Regions from separate parts of the Mus musculus genome. Here region 2 is linked to region 1. The links are chromatin contacts, called in public promoter capture Hi-C maps. All regions are on one chromosome and are shown on one strand. Each heading gives the region's core, a stretch centred on a gene start, on an enhancer-like site or on the middle of the called end of the contact. The rest is flanking DNA. Distances are from core to core; before and after follow the strand shown. Region 1 holds the start of Hdgfl3 (HDGF like 3). Region 2 overlaps Sh3gl3 (SH3-domain GRB2-like 3).

Region 1 (7,464 bases), core at 4,496-6,995:
CATTATTCACTGAGGCATCCTCTCAGTCCTCCTTAGGAATTCTTCAAAAATATTTATAGCTAAGTTGATTCATATGCATGGGGGTGTTGTCTGGATATGTCTGTGTCCACATGTTTTCCTGGTACCCATAGAGGCCAGAAGAGGGTGTCAGATCCCCTGGTACTGAAGTGGCAGATGGTTGTGAGCTGTCCTGTGAATGCTGGGAATCAAACTCAGGTTCTCTCTGAAAGCAGCTAGCTCTCTTAACCTCTGAATCATCTCCACTGCCACCTTTTTATGAATTCTTAATTCACCATATATAGCTCAAGTAAGCAATCACTGCCTAATCAAAGCACTCCATTTTTATTTTGATTTACTGCGATATTTGTTCTCTCAATTGTCTGTTTCTTCTGCATCTTCCTGCTTCAATTTAGGACCACTTTGGTTTTGCCTGACTGTCTCTCATTAGTATTTCATTTAGTATAAATTTGATGTTGATGAGTTCTCTGGATTTCTATTTCTACAGTCTTTATTTCTCCTTTATTTGAAAGCTAACTTGATTTAGAATTTTAGGCTGCTACTTATTTCTGCTGATAAATCAGCACTTTGTCTTGTGCTGTATCTCTGAAGATAATGAGGCTTTGCACATCTTTTTTGTGTAGACACATCTTGCCTATGTGTCCCAATGATCTTATGATAAGATTAAGCTGTCATCATGATTGGCATACAAAATACTTTTTAATCCATGTGTTTGTTACTAAGTATTTTTAGGCTGCTATAACAGAGGACTCTCAAAGGCAGCTGAAAAAGCCACTGAAAAGCTAACTCCTGTTTATACAAGGAACCAATATGGCTTTACCCACATGGCTGGCAACTCAAATGTGGAGACAGAGATGGCTTCTTCAGGCTTCTTTCTCCTCACTTTCTATCACTTTGTCTTTTCGGTATCTTACCCATCATCTATCTATTCTGCTTTCCTTTCTACTGCTGTGATAGAACACTATGACTAAAAGCAACATTTCTTGGGCTTACACTTTCAGGTCACTGTCCATCACTAAGGTCACGGCAAGAACTCAAGCAAGAATTTGAAGCAGAGCCCATGGAGAAATGCTGCTTGCAGGCTTAATGGCAGTCTCATGCTTACATAGCTCTCTTACATGTCCCAGAGCCATCGGCCCCGGAAATGCTGCCACCAATAATGTGCTTCCCACCACCACATCATAATCAAGACAACCCCCCACAGACACACACATGCCCACAGGCCAGTCTGATCTTGCAGTCCATCAATTCAGACTCCTTTCTCAGGTGACTGGCTAGGCTGTGTCAAGTTGACAGTGAAAGCTAACTAGGCCACCATCTCTCTCCATATGCCCTTTCCACAGCATCAAAATTTTCCTAATTCTTGACATGGTGTTGGGACTCTAAGAGAATAAAAGTGAAAGCACTATGCCTCTGGATGTCTGATCCTGGAACGATCAAAACATCATTTCCTCTACACCCTTCACTCCACATCCCCTTGTGATACCCAGAATCTCAGCCTCTGCCCGCAGACTCCTGTACCACTACTTTCGTGGCTTTGCATCTGGCACCATCACTCTTTGCTCTCTGTGGTCCTAGGTCTCTAGAATATGACTGGTACACACCAGCATTCAACAACTATTCACTGAAAAGATGAAGGAATGGATGCTAATATTGATCCAATGCTTTCTTCATAACCATGCATATTAACATTAGAACAATGCTAGCAAAAATGATAGGCAATTTTGCAGAGTCTTTGAGTGTTTAATGTATTCTACATCCTGAATCTCTCCTTCCCAAGTAGCAACTAATTTATTAAACTTATCCACTTTCTTCTTCAGTCTGGAACAGGACGGTGAAGGAGTAAGAGTGGAAATGACCTTGGTTTTAAGCTGTGTCTCAGAGTTTCCAAGACCTGCAACAATCTCGGGCAGTCCATGCAGCGTCTTCAGAGGCTTTTACTATGTCCTAGATTATTATGAGAGCATCCTCTGCTTATCTGCTTGGTCGCCTCAGTGTGGTTTCTTATGTTACCCACCCCTACTCCAATGCTCAGATGCTAATACTGCCAGCCCCTAACCTCTCCCCATCCTAGCCCACGTAGGCTTTTCAGGGCCTTCCGTCCATTTAACACTGCTTCCAATTCACACTTGATGAGGGGGTTCTCTCAGGCAGTTTGCTATGACTTTCAAGATGTCAGTGTGGACAAGCCAATTATTTCTGAAGGAGGATAAGACCTGGGGATGAGTGGCAGACATTTAAGAGATGCTTCAAGTAGCAAAATCAGTGGAAATGGCCTGATGCACTGTGCGTGTTGGATTAGGCTCAGCTTTCCCAGACTCCCTTTCCAGTCCATGTTAACAATTAAAGAGCAGTTACTGTGTGCTCAGCACTGTCTAAATTTTATTTATATATACATATGTCATTATATTTATATACAAATATATACATAAATATATAGTAATATATACAATTTATATATGCGACACATAATATTATATATGTTATATAATTATAAAATGTGTAATATATAATTACATTTATATAATTTTATATAATTATCTCTATATATTCTACTTCACACATAATTTCAGGCAAAGAAATAGATTTCTGGCGATTGGAATGGGCAAATTTAAGGGCAGGATGCGAAGGAACTACTGGAACTTTACTGGATGCTAGCTTAAGATATGAAGGAGAAGGTAAAAGCAGGATCAGCTCCAAATACATGGATGGAGATGAATGAAATAAAGATTTGCGAAAGTAAATCATGGAGCCAGAGGCAGAGAAATTATTAGCCCAGGGGATTTAAGAATACTAAATTTAAAAGTAATCAAAGAATATAGATAGTATTACATTTTTAAATGGATTTCCCTCCAAGTTTTAGAAATAAAATTAATATTTTTTGTTTTTGTTTTTTTAGATATGGTCTCATATAACCCAGATTGGATGCACACTCATTTTGTACCTGAGCTGGCTTTAAAGTTTTGACTCTCCTGCCTCTGCCTCTCAAGTGCTAATGTAACAAACAGACCAACTTCTGGGACCACACAGAATAAATAAATACATCAGGTTTTTTTGTATGGTCCTAATGATACCTCTAAAGGGTTTCATATTATCTGCTAGATAGTTGAATAGAGCATTGTTCTGGAGTTTCCACAGCATCAGTCCTTTGGAGAAACCAGTCAGAGCTTCAGCAGGACAGTGGTCTGCATCCAACCTGGCTGCAGACAGACAGACAGGCTCTTAGCCAGGCGTGCGGTGGCCCTGATGATCATCCAAATCAACACAGATGGGGATTCCCTGTTTCTGTGTTACTAAGTCTGGCTGGGTTAGGGCACAAGAGTTGGGCCAATACTATGCGCTGAGCAGTAAGGCCAAGCTCAATTGGAAACAAGAGACGAAGGTTGGGAGAAATGTCCACCTTCTCAGAATAACCCAAGTCCTGTCAATGGTCCCCTTTAGCCTCCCTCTGACAGTCTGGCTAGCTCTTTCCCCTTTCTACAAATAACGAAGCCACACTAAACCTTAGCCCTCTCCCTGCCTCCTCGAGGACTTCTCTCCGCTGGTGAGAATGAGAGCCGTCTGCACTTCCTGCTTCCACAGTTGTGCCTCTGACGCACCTCAAGTCTCCGCTCTGGTTTCTTTCCACAACTCTTCATTCCCAACAAGCTCACCAGGGACTTCCCAGTCAGCATAATGAATGGGCCGTCTCCTTAACAGCTCACTCATTCTCTGTGCCATCTACTGAGACCTTTCCTTTCATCTAGAGATGCTCTAACTCTCTGGCTCCCAGGACGGTTCTCCTCTATGTTGAACTACACTGGTGACCTGTCTCCAAGTGTCTTCTGGTGACCTGTCTGTCGCTTCTCTCATTCTACAGACCTCGGGCTCTGCCAGAGCTTCAATAGCCACTCGTATACTGACATCATTCAAATTTCTACATTAACCAACAGCCCACTAAATATGACCTACAGAAATCTCAACACATCAAAAACTCACTCAGGGCCAGGCCCTATCTTGCAAACCTGCCTGTTCTTCACAGACTGCCTGGCCTTTCCAGATGCTAAAGATCCCGTTACTTAATCTGGAAACAAAGGAACCATATTTTAGTCACCATTCTTCCTACTACTTGCCACTTGTGAGTTAGCAAGATGGCTGAGACCACGTCTTCTCTCTCTTAGTGAAAACCCCGCTCCAGCCCCGCACCCTCAGATCAACCTCTCTTCTGGCCACCTGAGTACTCTTTAACACAATTATGATCACTTCCAGCTTAACTTCCTTGCATGGCTTCCACACTGATTCTCTCCCCTACTCATGACCGCCCAGAGCCCACAGGCAGCCTCGGCCATTCCAGCTTTGGACAGTTAGGGCTCTGGTGGCCTGTCAAGAGATGCGGCTTTGACATGGCACCTAGGATGTGTGTGATATGACTTGTAGACGTGACAAGCTCGTTCTCGGGCTATCACAGCCGGGGGAAAAAACCTAGACTAATTTTGCAGCGCAAGAGAGGACAAGGTGAGCCTATAGGGAAGGTGAGGGGTGGGTGCTGGAGAATTAAGAGATGCAAAAAAAGAAACAGCCAAGTACTGTGAACAAAGTAAACGCTCCTCGGAATGTCTCCAGACTCTACAGCCGGCCACTGGAAACCCATCACGGAGAGGCTGCGGTAAGCACAGCTCTCAAGCACAAGTGAGTGGGGCAGATGCTTGGAAAACCCACTTTCTACAGAGGGGAGAAATGGCAAAGAGGGCAATTCACAAAGGAGAGCTGTCTTCCCAACTAGGTGCAGCACCAGAGGACCTTTTAAAGAAGGCAAGATCACAGGGATCTTCCACAGGGCGCATTCATCCATTCATCGAGCAGATGCAGAAAAGAGTGAATTATTTTATTTACCTCTCACAAAGGAGAATGCTATAAAGATTCTCACTCCCAAAATGTCTTTTTGAAAGCAGTCAGCTGAAATCCAAATAAAACAATGGTGAATGCACACGTTTGTCGTAGACTTACTAACCTGTATAAAGAAATCTCTAGAAGCTGCTCTCCAGTATGTTACCAGAATTGAAAACAACTGATTTGACTTGTCAGGGTAAGTCCTTTGCCCCAAAATTATTGGCCCATGAAGGCCCCACACAGAGAAGCATAACTTAGGCTATGGGCACTGAACCATATAGATCCATGTTCAAAGCCCGACTGTGCCATCCTGTCGGTGAGGACTGGCCTTGACTCCAGTGAAGTCGCTTGCCCTAGGTGGGTCACACTGCATCATTAAGGCAGACCTGGGGCAAGAACCTTGCCCTTGTTCTTTCCAGGTACCTACTGACCAGGCAGCGAGTCCCCTGCGCAGCTATCCCCCATGCCTGGGAAGCCTTTGTCCCCCCTCTCCCCCAACTCACCAGAGAGCACCCGAGGAAGTGGCCCACGGGTAGGGGGCAGTCAGAAAGGGGGTGCAGTCCGCAGGGGGTGGGCGCGAGCAGGAGGGGAAAGAGGGGCGGCCGGGTGGTGATTGGCTGGGCTTCACCAGGCAGCTCCCGGCCAAGAACAAAAGAGAGCAGGCGGCGGGCGTCTTTGGAGTAGGCGCTCCCACCCGCGGGGCACCGGCTTCGCTGCTGCGGGAGGACGCGCCCACCAGCAGCCCGCGGAGCAAGCCAGGCGGCGCGCGCGGTTTCTCCGAGAAAGCCGGCCGTGCACCTAGGAATTAACCGGCCGGCGCGCGAGGGGAGGGAAGCGGGGCGGGCGAGGGGTGGAGGGGGGGAATGCTGAGCGCGCGCGAGAACAATAATAAGATCGTGTTTGCGGTCGCTGCCCGAGGAGGAATTCGGAGGAGGCGCGAGGCCCGGAGCTCGCACGGAACCCAGAAGCTCGGCGGGGAGGCGGCGGCTGCATGAGGCTGGCGACGCGGCTCCTGTGAGCAGCGCGCGGCGGTAGCGGCGGCGTCGGGACTCGGCGCGGCCGGACGCGGGCTCCCATCCCCCGCAGCCGGGCGGGGATCTGCGGGGCCTGCGGTGCCCCCCGCCCACCGCTCGCCTCGGCCACTGCCTCGCCGCTCTCCCTCGTCGGAGCGGCCGCTCGAGCGTTCGGCTCGAGGCCCCGCGGGGAGCGCGGCGCGGTTCCGTCGTCCCGCGGAGGGGCGGCCTCCCAGCATCTTCGCGGCGGCCAAGGACCGGCGAGCAGGAGAACGACCGGGATGGCGCGTCCGCGGCCCCGCGAGTACAAAGCGGGAGACCTGGTCTTCGCCAAGATGAAGGGCTACCCGCACTGGCCCGCCCGGGTGAGTACGGCGGCCGCGCGCGCGGGCCCGCCCGCCCACCATTTTCCCTTCATGATGGCGCGCCCGCCCCCTTTCCCCATCACCTCGGCTCGAGCCCGCCTCGCGCCTGGCCGCCGCCTGGGCTGAACCGCGAGCTGTGCTGCGCACCGGGCTCCGGGCCGAGGCGAAGGTTCCGGGCTGCGCCCTCGCCGGCTCGGCGGCCATCCTGACGCCCACGTTCGAAGGCGGGTTCGACCGGACAGGCCCGACGTCGCCTTCCTCATGGAAGCCGGCGGGGACCGGGAAGCGGGTCCGGGGTGGAGGCGCCGGCTGGCTCCCAGCATGGTCCTGAGTAGACGCCCTGATCCGGGCGAACGTCGAGGCAGGTAGGAGAGCGAAAGGCTGTCCCCCAGCCGGCGAGAGCCGGTGACGGTCAGTCCTGGGAAAGGGGATGGTCGTGCAGAGGCCAGCGGCAGTCTCATGGTAGCAATCTTCGATCTCAGAGCATCCTTCATCTTCCAGACTTGTTGAGTGTTTCCTGGGCGCGATCCCCTGTGCCTCACCTGCCCTCTCATTGTCCATTGCCTCCCTGGTGCCCTGGTTCTTAGAAACTGACACCAAATAGCCTGTCACTGGCTGGTGAATTCAAGGAGCTTCCTTGTGCCTTTTCACCTCCATATTTGTTTTAGGTCGGTTCCCGAACCTTATTCTTGGCCTCGAACCAAACCCACGACAGCTCTCTTCTTCCTAAACAGCAAGACTGTCGCTAGGTTTTCTCTAGAAAGCATCTGCATTTAATACACAGCATTCAGTATTTTTATTCCGATCCTTACTGAGGAAGAAGCACTACCGCGTCTGTGCGCACCTTATGTTGAAAAAAAAAAACAATCACTTTCACCTTCAATTTGTTTAAATTTAATAGCTGGCGGTTGACTGACTGAAAAGAATACAGTTAAAAGATAGTTAAAGCAGTTTGGAGACAATGCTGGGTATTCTTGAGGAACAAAAATAGTCAAGGGAGAAGCTGACAGAAATTGGGAGCTTGGGAGCGTGAACTCGTGTTGTGTGGTGATAAAGTGAAGGTAACAAGACCAAGGGGAAAGTACACCCATTCACACAAGGAAGTGACATCAAGAGGGGCAGGCTGAAGATCAGTGTAGTTGAGGTAATGGATAGACATAATCATTTTGAACTCGTTTGTTTTGGCATGATTTTAAAAT
Region 2 (7,643 bases), core at 33-2,532, 310 kb before region 1:
TTCCATCAGCTCAGAGAATACAGCAAGATTCAATTCAGCAGCAACAGGGGAAGATGAGCAAAGGGTGTGTGTGGGCGAGAGGCACCAGCAAGGTGGGGGCTGATGGTCGGGAATAGACCGGGTGAAACTTCTCGGAGTGAGGGTGGAGAAGCAGTGCAGGTACTCCTTCATTCGGGTCAATTTTCTGTCTTGTAACTCAGGGTGGAGCGCGGGAGCAGAAAGCTCCAGTCTGGAATAAGCAGCCATCTCTCCCTCAGCAAGGGAAAAATCAGAGCACACTGTAACCAAGGAAACCAGGTTCTAAGAGGCCAAATTTCTGGGGGGAAAAAAAACAAAAAGCATAAAGAAGTGGCCCTGGCAGGCTGTTCCGTTTTCTCCTGGTGCTTGAGGTAAGTCCTCACTGGTCCAGAGACAAGAATTACAGAACACAGCACAGGGTCAGGGATGAAGGCTAAGGATGTGGGTGGAGATTTTCCCGCTGTCACAGCCATCCAGAGACAAAGACTGGAGCTTAGGATTGTCCATGAGATGCCATAGTAAAGAGGCTGGAAAGTGAGGGTGTGTCTCCTCAAAATTCATACACTGAATCTCTGATGGCCAATGTGTCATACATACTAGAAGTGTCCTACTAAGTCTTGCGGGATGCATGGGTCAAGGTTAGTCCTCTCCTCTCCATCTACAGAAGCACACTGGAGCTGCCCATCTGTGAACCAAGGCAGACCCTGGCCAGAACAGTCCACAGAACTCTGAGAAACAGATGTCTGTTTAAATCGCCCAGTGTTTGGTATTTTTGTTGGAACGTCCCAGGTACTAAGACAATATCCAAATGGCCGAATAAGCATATGAAAATATCTCACCATTATTATTATCGTGGAAATACAAATCAGACCGTGATGCCATACTATACTGCTATCAGAATAACTAAAATCATCTCAAAACATGAATGTTAGTACAAGTGTTTCCCAAGATTGATGGAGCAATTGGAATACACATGTGCTACTCTAGAGTCCACGCTGCCTGAATGGTTTTGGGAAACAGTTTGGCAGCATCTACTGAAGATGAATATAGAAATCACTACGCCCTATGATTCAGAAATTCCCCTCTTAGGTATTCACCAGGCAGAAATTCCTACGAGAGTACACTGAAATTCATATACAAGCAGCATTGTTCAAAACAGCAAAAAACCAGAAACAGTAAACAAGCAAAAGTACAGTTGCTATGTCTGCAACACAACATGCTATAGAAACGAGAAGACACAGTGCCTCGGGCAACGGCAGACCATCTCGGGCAAAAGTCTAATCAAGAGTGCTTATTGTGCTGCCTGGTTTTTATGTCGACTTGACACAAGCTAGGGTCATGTGGGAAGAGGGAATCAATCAAGAAAACGCCTGCATAGTATTGGCCCGTAGGCAAGCCTGAAGTTTGTTTTACTTGATAATTGGTATGGGAAAGCCTGGCTCACTATGGGCAATGCCACCCCTAGGCTGGTGGTCCTGGATGCTACAAGGAATCAGGCTTAGCAAGCCATGGGAGCAAGCCAGTAACCGCACCAGTCCAAGGCTGCATCATCTGCATTTGAATTCCTCCCTTGTTTGATTTCCTTCCCGACTCCCCTCAGTGTTGGAGTGTGATCTACAACTATAAGCTGAAATAAACCCTCTCTTCCCCAAATTGATTTTGATCACGGTGTTTTATCACAGCAATAAAAGCCAGAAATTGGTTCCAAGTCACGAGGTATCACCGTAACAGACATGACCTTGTGTTTTTAGTAACAGACATGACCTTGTGTTTTTAGGTGGGCTGTGGTGGCCTTTGAACTTTGGGCTACAAAGCTGTTAAGTGCTCAGAGCCCTGTGTGATGTTCTGGGTGGGATGCAGGAAGAGAGGAAGGGTGAGAGATGCAGATGTTGGAGGTTTGGCTTGTGACAGTTCACATAGAAGTTTGAGGGTCCCTTAAAGGCTCTATCAGGGCCATTCGATATTTTGAATTCAAAAATCTGTGGTGTCTGGTCACCTGGAACTGAAAAATCTGCTGTGATTAACCAGAGACCAGAACCACTGGAGTAAAACTTTGGCTTTGCTGGGACAACTGATAATGGTCAGCTGGAGCTGAAGAATCTGCTTTGATTAAGGGGCCAGCATCAATGAGTATTTAAAATCCCCTGAGATGTGTGTGCTACATCAGGGTCAGCCCAGAAACTGTAGTCCAGAAAGGGGAGAGGCTGCATCTCATGCTGGCAGGCAGACCTGGTAGTGCAGGAGCCACCCAGGTGGTACGAGTTTTGAATATATGAAGTGGTTATGGAAAAAAAAATCTGAGGGCTGGTACTGTGTGGCATCCTGGAGTCCTTGAAGAGAGGCCATTGGTGAAGGTGAAACCTCAGTTGCAGCAGGAGACCCCAGCATTTTGGATACGCTAATAGCATAGGACAGCAGCAGCCATGGAAGGGTTCCACCCTGAATCTATGAGACAGAGCTTTGAAGGGCAGGCCAGATGAGCACAGCTAGCTACTGGGTCCCCCCAGAGTCCCGGAGTGGGTCCCAGACATCAAACACTGAACTTCTAACACTGTTACGTTTTGGGTTGATTTGACTTGACTGTGACTGTGACCTTGTTCCCTTATGGAGTAAGATGGTGTTTAACTTATGTTTTATAGGAGCCCACAGTTAAGAGACAGACATTTTGCCAAGATTTTGGATACTTTAGAGAAATGAAAGAGACTTTGGATTTTTTTTTTAAAGACTGGACCTTAAAAGAGTTGAAACTGTGGAAATTTCATGCTTCCAAATGTTTCATGCTGTGATACTGATATTAATAAAAAGATTTGGAGTATAAGCAAGAAAAGAGGCTATGACTTAATGATATGTTGCTGTGTTGTTGACACGTGGTCAAGTTTGCTAGCTAGTTGTTATGTCAACCTGACATAAGCTAGGCTCATGTGAGAAGAAAAAAAATCTCACTTAAAAAAAAAAATGCCTCTATAGTATTGGCCTGAAGACAAGCCCCTAAGGCATTATCTTGACTGATAATTGATATTGGAGGGTCCATTCCATTGCAGGTGAACTCCCAGCTGGCCTGGTGGTCCTGGGTGCCATAAGAAAGCAGGTCAGCGCAAGAAATGAGGAGCAAGCCAGTAAGCAGCACTCCTCCATGGTCTCTGCACCAGTCCCTGCCTCCCACCTCCTTGCCCTGCTTTACTTTCTGCCTTGTGGAATTGTAAACGTAAAGCAACACTTTCCTCCTGCAGGCTTGGCTCATGGTGTTAACTTAAACTCTAAGACCGTGACTCTTATGCTCTGTGAATCTAATGACATAAAGTCCAGAAATAAAGGAGAACATGCTATGTTATTCTAGTCACGTAAGTCAAAAGTAGAATACACTAAATCTACAGGGCTGGAGAGGTGGCTCAGAGGTTGAGGCACTAGCTGCTCTTGCAGAGGGCCTGGGTTTGATTTCCAGACCCTGCATAGTAGCTTACTATCACCTCTACCTCTAGTTCCAGGGGATCTAACACCACCTCTAGTCTTCCAGAGTACTGAGCTTGCATATGGTACAGATGCACAAATGCAAGCAAACCAATCAAGCCATAAAATCTTTAATAGAATATACTAAAATGTAGTGGTCGAAATAAATGTTGCTATGGCCTTAAGGGAGCCTTCTTGGTGCTGGTATTACTTACATCTTTGTATGTACATGCGTGTGGCAGTCACAGGCCAATGACAAGGGTCTTCTTCAATCACTTTCCTCGTTATTTCTTAGACGAGGCCTCTCCCAGGATCTGGATGTTTCTGCTGGCAAGCCCCAGGGACCCTCCTTGTTTCACCTCCCCAGGACTGAGGTTATAGGTATGTGCCACCAAGCTGAGTTTTATGTGGATGCCAGGGAGCTGAAATCGGGTCTTCCTCCTTGCATGGCTCCAGCTGCTTCATATCCCTAACCCTTAATACCTATACCGTGAACAGGTTACATGGACATGTCATTCATTCAAATATATCAGGATATATATTAATAGATGCCACTCACTCCCTGTGGGCATGTAAATACGCCTGCCTATCTCTCGATGCAATTCAGCACTCAATGGTTTTAACATTTACATACAATGTATTCTTTCTGATTTATTTGTCTAGAGCAATGGCTCTCAACCTGTGGGTTGCAACCCTTATAGGGGTTGCATAGCAAATATCCTGCATATCAGTTATTTATATTGTGATTCATAACAGTAGCAAAATTACACTTATGAAGTAGAAACAAAATAATTTTATGGTTGGGGGGGTCACCCCAACTGTATTAAAGGGTCACAACTGTATTAAAGGTTGAGAATCACTGGTCTAGACCTGTATAAAACAAGCAATGGTGGTCCGAATCTTCCTACCATCTCAACAGTAGACATGAGACATTGCCTGACAATCCAGAGTGGGTCATCTATGATCAGCAGACTCATACTAGCACAATAAGGACTTTCATCTTTTCTAAGAAAAAGAAATCTCAGGGGCTGTAATGCCTCTGCTGTGTACCCTGAGCCATGATGCCTGCTTTGGGCTTCGTCACCATCACAGCAGGACAAGAGAAAAGAAGCAACCCTGCCACGAGTAAAGGAACTGCAGATAGCAAGTAAACACCACACAAACCAGCCAAGCTGGTGGACAGCCTCCATCCTTCTCAGCTCCACCAGGTGTCTTTAAATAAATGTCTTATATGTGGAGGCAGCGGACACACCCATAACAGGGCTGGAAACCAGGAAAGGTGCCAGCAGCAATCCAGGAAAGGTGTGAGCTTCCTAGAAGATGGAAAGCAGATGGGATCAGAGAGGGGAGAAAATTATCACCAATATAGAAGTGGTAGAAAACTGCTCCCTAGATCAAAGCAAATACAGGGGAATTCCAAGCCTAAATTATGTAAACATCAAAAGAACAGGAGTGATCCCCAAAGCACAATATGGGCATCATTTTAAAAAAATCACATGTGGGCTGAAGAGATAGCTCCGTGTTTAAACCACCCGCTGTACAAACCTGACAATCTGAGTTCAGATCCCACAACCATGTATAAGCCAAAAACAGTAGAGCAAGAGTCTAACCGCGCACACCCCCCACCAGGAGATGGGAGGCAGAGACAAGAGAATAACTGGAAGTGTGCAGGCCCGCCAGGCTGTGAACACAACAATTAACAAGTGAGACACTGTATCAAACAAGGAGGAAGGCGAGGTCCAGCACTGAGCAATGGCACATGCACGGAGCACTCCTGTGAACACACATACATGCACACACACCACCACACACACATACACACACGTATAGGCACATGCAAACAGATCAATAAATGAAAGAAGGACAAAGGGACTGATTACCCACTCCCATTCTGTTAACCACATCTCTACTACATCCAGAGGCAAATTCTGCAGTTACAGCATCTGGGTTCTACTCCCTGCTCCACTGACAAACAGAGATCTGAGTCTGGGGAAATTATCAAAGCGCTCTGCATCTTCAGTTCCTGATGTGCAAACTGGCGACAGCAGTTCCCACTTCGAGTACGGGAAGTACAGACCAGTGTCTCACACCAAACAACAGACACCATCAGATCCATCAAGCAGCCGACCTCTGGGAGTGCTTGTGGGAGCTTGCAGCCTGCACTCATGTCTGGGTGGACTCCCCTTGTGATGAGTGGGCCTAGAGTAAGATCAGGATCAGAGAGAAGCTTCAGGTTTCTCCAAACATTCCAACAGGAGAAAACTCTGCTGTCCCCCAAGAGGAAAGTGCTGCAGTCCCAGAGTGAAGCCTTTCTTGGTGGCTTCCTGCTGCTCCCACTGATCCAGTCACCACACATACCCAAGGTCAAGAAAAAACACACCTAGGCAAAAGACAAAACCTGCCCCAGCCACCCACACATCTATCTCAGCAGAGCCCTCCAGTCTAATGGCAACCTGAAATCCCAGAAATCTGAAGGAAACCAGGTAAAAGAAAAAAGTATCCACAAGGAAGCTTAGGCTCAGTGGTTCTCAACCTTCCTAGTGCTGTGCCCCCTTAATACAGTTCCTCCCCGGGCTGTGGTGAGCCCAGCCATAAAACTGTTTATGTTGCTACTTCATAACTGTAATCTTGCTATTGTTATAAATCATGATGTAAATATCTGTCTTTTCCAATGACCTTAGGTGACCCCTGTGAAAGGGTCATTTGACACTCCCCCAAAGAGGTCACAACCCAGATTGAGAACCGCTGCTTAGGACTTTCCAGAAAAAAACAGCTGACTAAGGCACGGAGGCTTGTGGGATAGAAGACCTTGCCAGGAAACTTGGTAAGGTAGAGGGGGTCTGAGTCCCTGGAAACTCAGGTACACACCTGAGATGGTAGGCGGCTCCCAGCTCCCTGCCAGACTCCTGGCCTGGAAAGGTGTGTGCCACACTCCCCCTGTCTGTCATATAGCCCCAAACAGAGTTCTCCATGCTAATGAGGTACCTAGAGGCCCTGAGAGTTTAGCCAATAAGCTTCCCTTTCCAGACATCCTCCTTCCTGCAAAAGGTATTTAATCTCTGGTTCACCCTGAGAAGTGGGTACGCATCCATTTTCCTGATGAACAACCAGTAAACAGTTTGGAACTAAGGACTGTCTCTTTCATCTACCACCGCCAAGGGGTAGCATGGAGAAGACCTTTGCCTACAGAGATGCTGCCTAACACTCCCATAGAAGGCCTCTCTGCCCTTCCAGACTAGACCCGGCCCCCATACTGAGCCCTCAGGCCCCCAACAGTCCCGGCCGTGGACCCCTGACACTTTGCTCCCGATGGCTCTGTGTGGTTTTCTAGTGGTAACTAGATGCTTGGGTGTCAGGGAATATCAGGTTCAGGTTCCCACATCTCAGACTGTGTTCTCGTTTTCTCTCTCTCTCTCTCTCTCTCTCTCTCTCTCTCTCTCTCACACACACACACACACACACACACACACACACACACACACACACACACACACACACACACGGGAGCCGTGTCTCTGCACTTCCCTCTGCACTTCCCTGAAGCCCAGAACCTCAGGACAGTTTGGGATTTTTAGGTGAACTAAAAATATAAGTGACAAAGCTTAAGTCACTGTTCCTTAGGAAGATACTGAAGGAACCAGCCCAGCGGACCACCAAGAGATGAGAAGCGGAAAGAAGTCTGGCTTCAGCCCCTCTGCTGAGGCTGCTCTGAACCATGCATCCAGTCCCTGACTGTCTTGCCTGACACCAAGTGAGGTTGTCCTCAGGCCTGGTGTGGGCTTATTTCCGGAAGGGATTCTAAGTTCACTGGAAGTCAGATGACATTGAGGGAGTCAATTCTCGCCTTCCAGTGAATTCTAGGGATGGAACCTGAGTTGTCACAACTGTGCGGTGAGGGTGCTTCCCTGCTGAGCCAGCTCCATGGCCCCAAGAACCTTCATTTTATATAAAAATGCACATTAGCCAGTCTTTGACATAGGTAGCTCCTTTAACATAGACAGTGTTTTATAGATTTGAGATAATACTGAAAACTAGGAAATGTGAAATATTAACACTGGCTTAGCTATATGCTAGGCAAAGCCCCTCTATTCCCTCCCTGATGTAATCAGTCTCAGACAATTCTCTCTTCTGTCTTTTTCTCGTTTGGTTTTGGGGGTCTTGATTGTTTTGCTTTGTTT

What was found. Promoter capture Hi-C pulls out the DNA fragments that hold promoters and counts their contacts.
Region 2: a promoter capture Hi-C map of embryonic stem cells shows a contact between it and region 1, with 7 read pairs. The contact joins the enhancer-like site here to the promoter of Hdgfl3 in region 1. A contact is called at or near these places in 1 of 39 promoter capture datasets (embryonic stem cells), 1 of 484 Hi-C or Micro-C datasets (embryonic stem cells), 12 of 115 datasets of contacts at active chromatin or transcription factors (T-cell acute lymphoblastic leukemia, embryonic basal ganglia, embryonic forebrain and 7 more) and 1 of 9 other capture datasets (adipose tissue).

The regions. Positions count from the first base shown.
Region 1 is chr7:81,932,740-81,940,203 of GRCm38.p6, reverse strand. It overlaps Hdgfl3 (HDGF like 3), which reads left to right and starts at 5,745. Exons shown (of 6, transcript NM_013886.4): 1 at 5,745-6,265. The coding sequence starts at 6,182.
Region 2 is chr7:82,241,935-82,249,577 of GRCm38.p6, reverse strand. The region is part of intron 1 of Sh3gl3 (SH3-domain GRB2-like 3); the gene reads right to left. It overlaps Gm32903 (a long non-coding RNA gene), which reads left to right. Exons shown (of 7, transcript XR_003946814.1): 3 at 1-64; 4 at 3,761-3,846. Among named protein-coding and RNA genes, the nearest start is that of Gm32903, 10 kb to the left of the region's middle. Within about 2 kb of position 1,282, at least 25 of the 459 cell types and tissues checked have an H3K27ac peak or open chromatin away from gene starts, as enhancers often do. A contact at or near this core is called in embryonic stem cells, where this site is marked.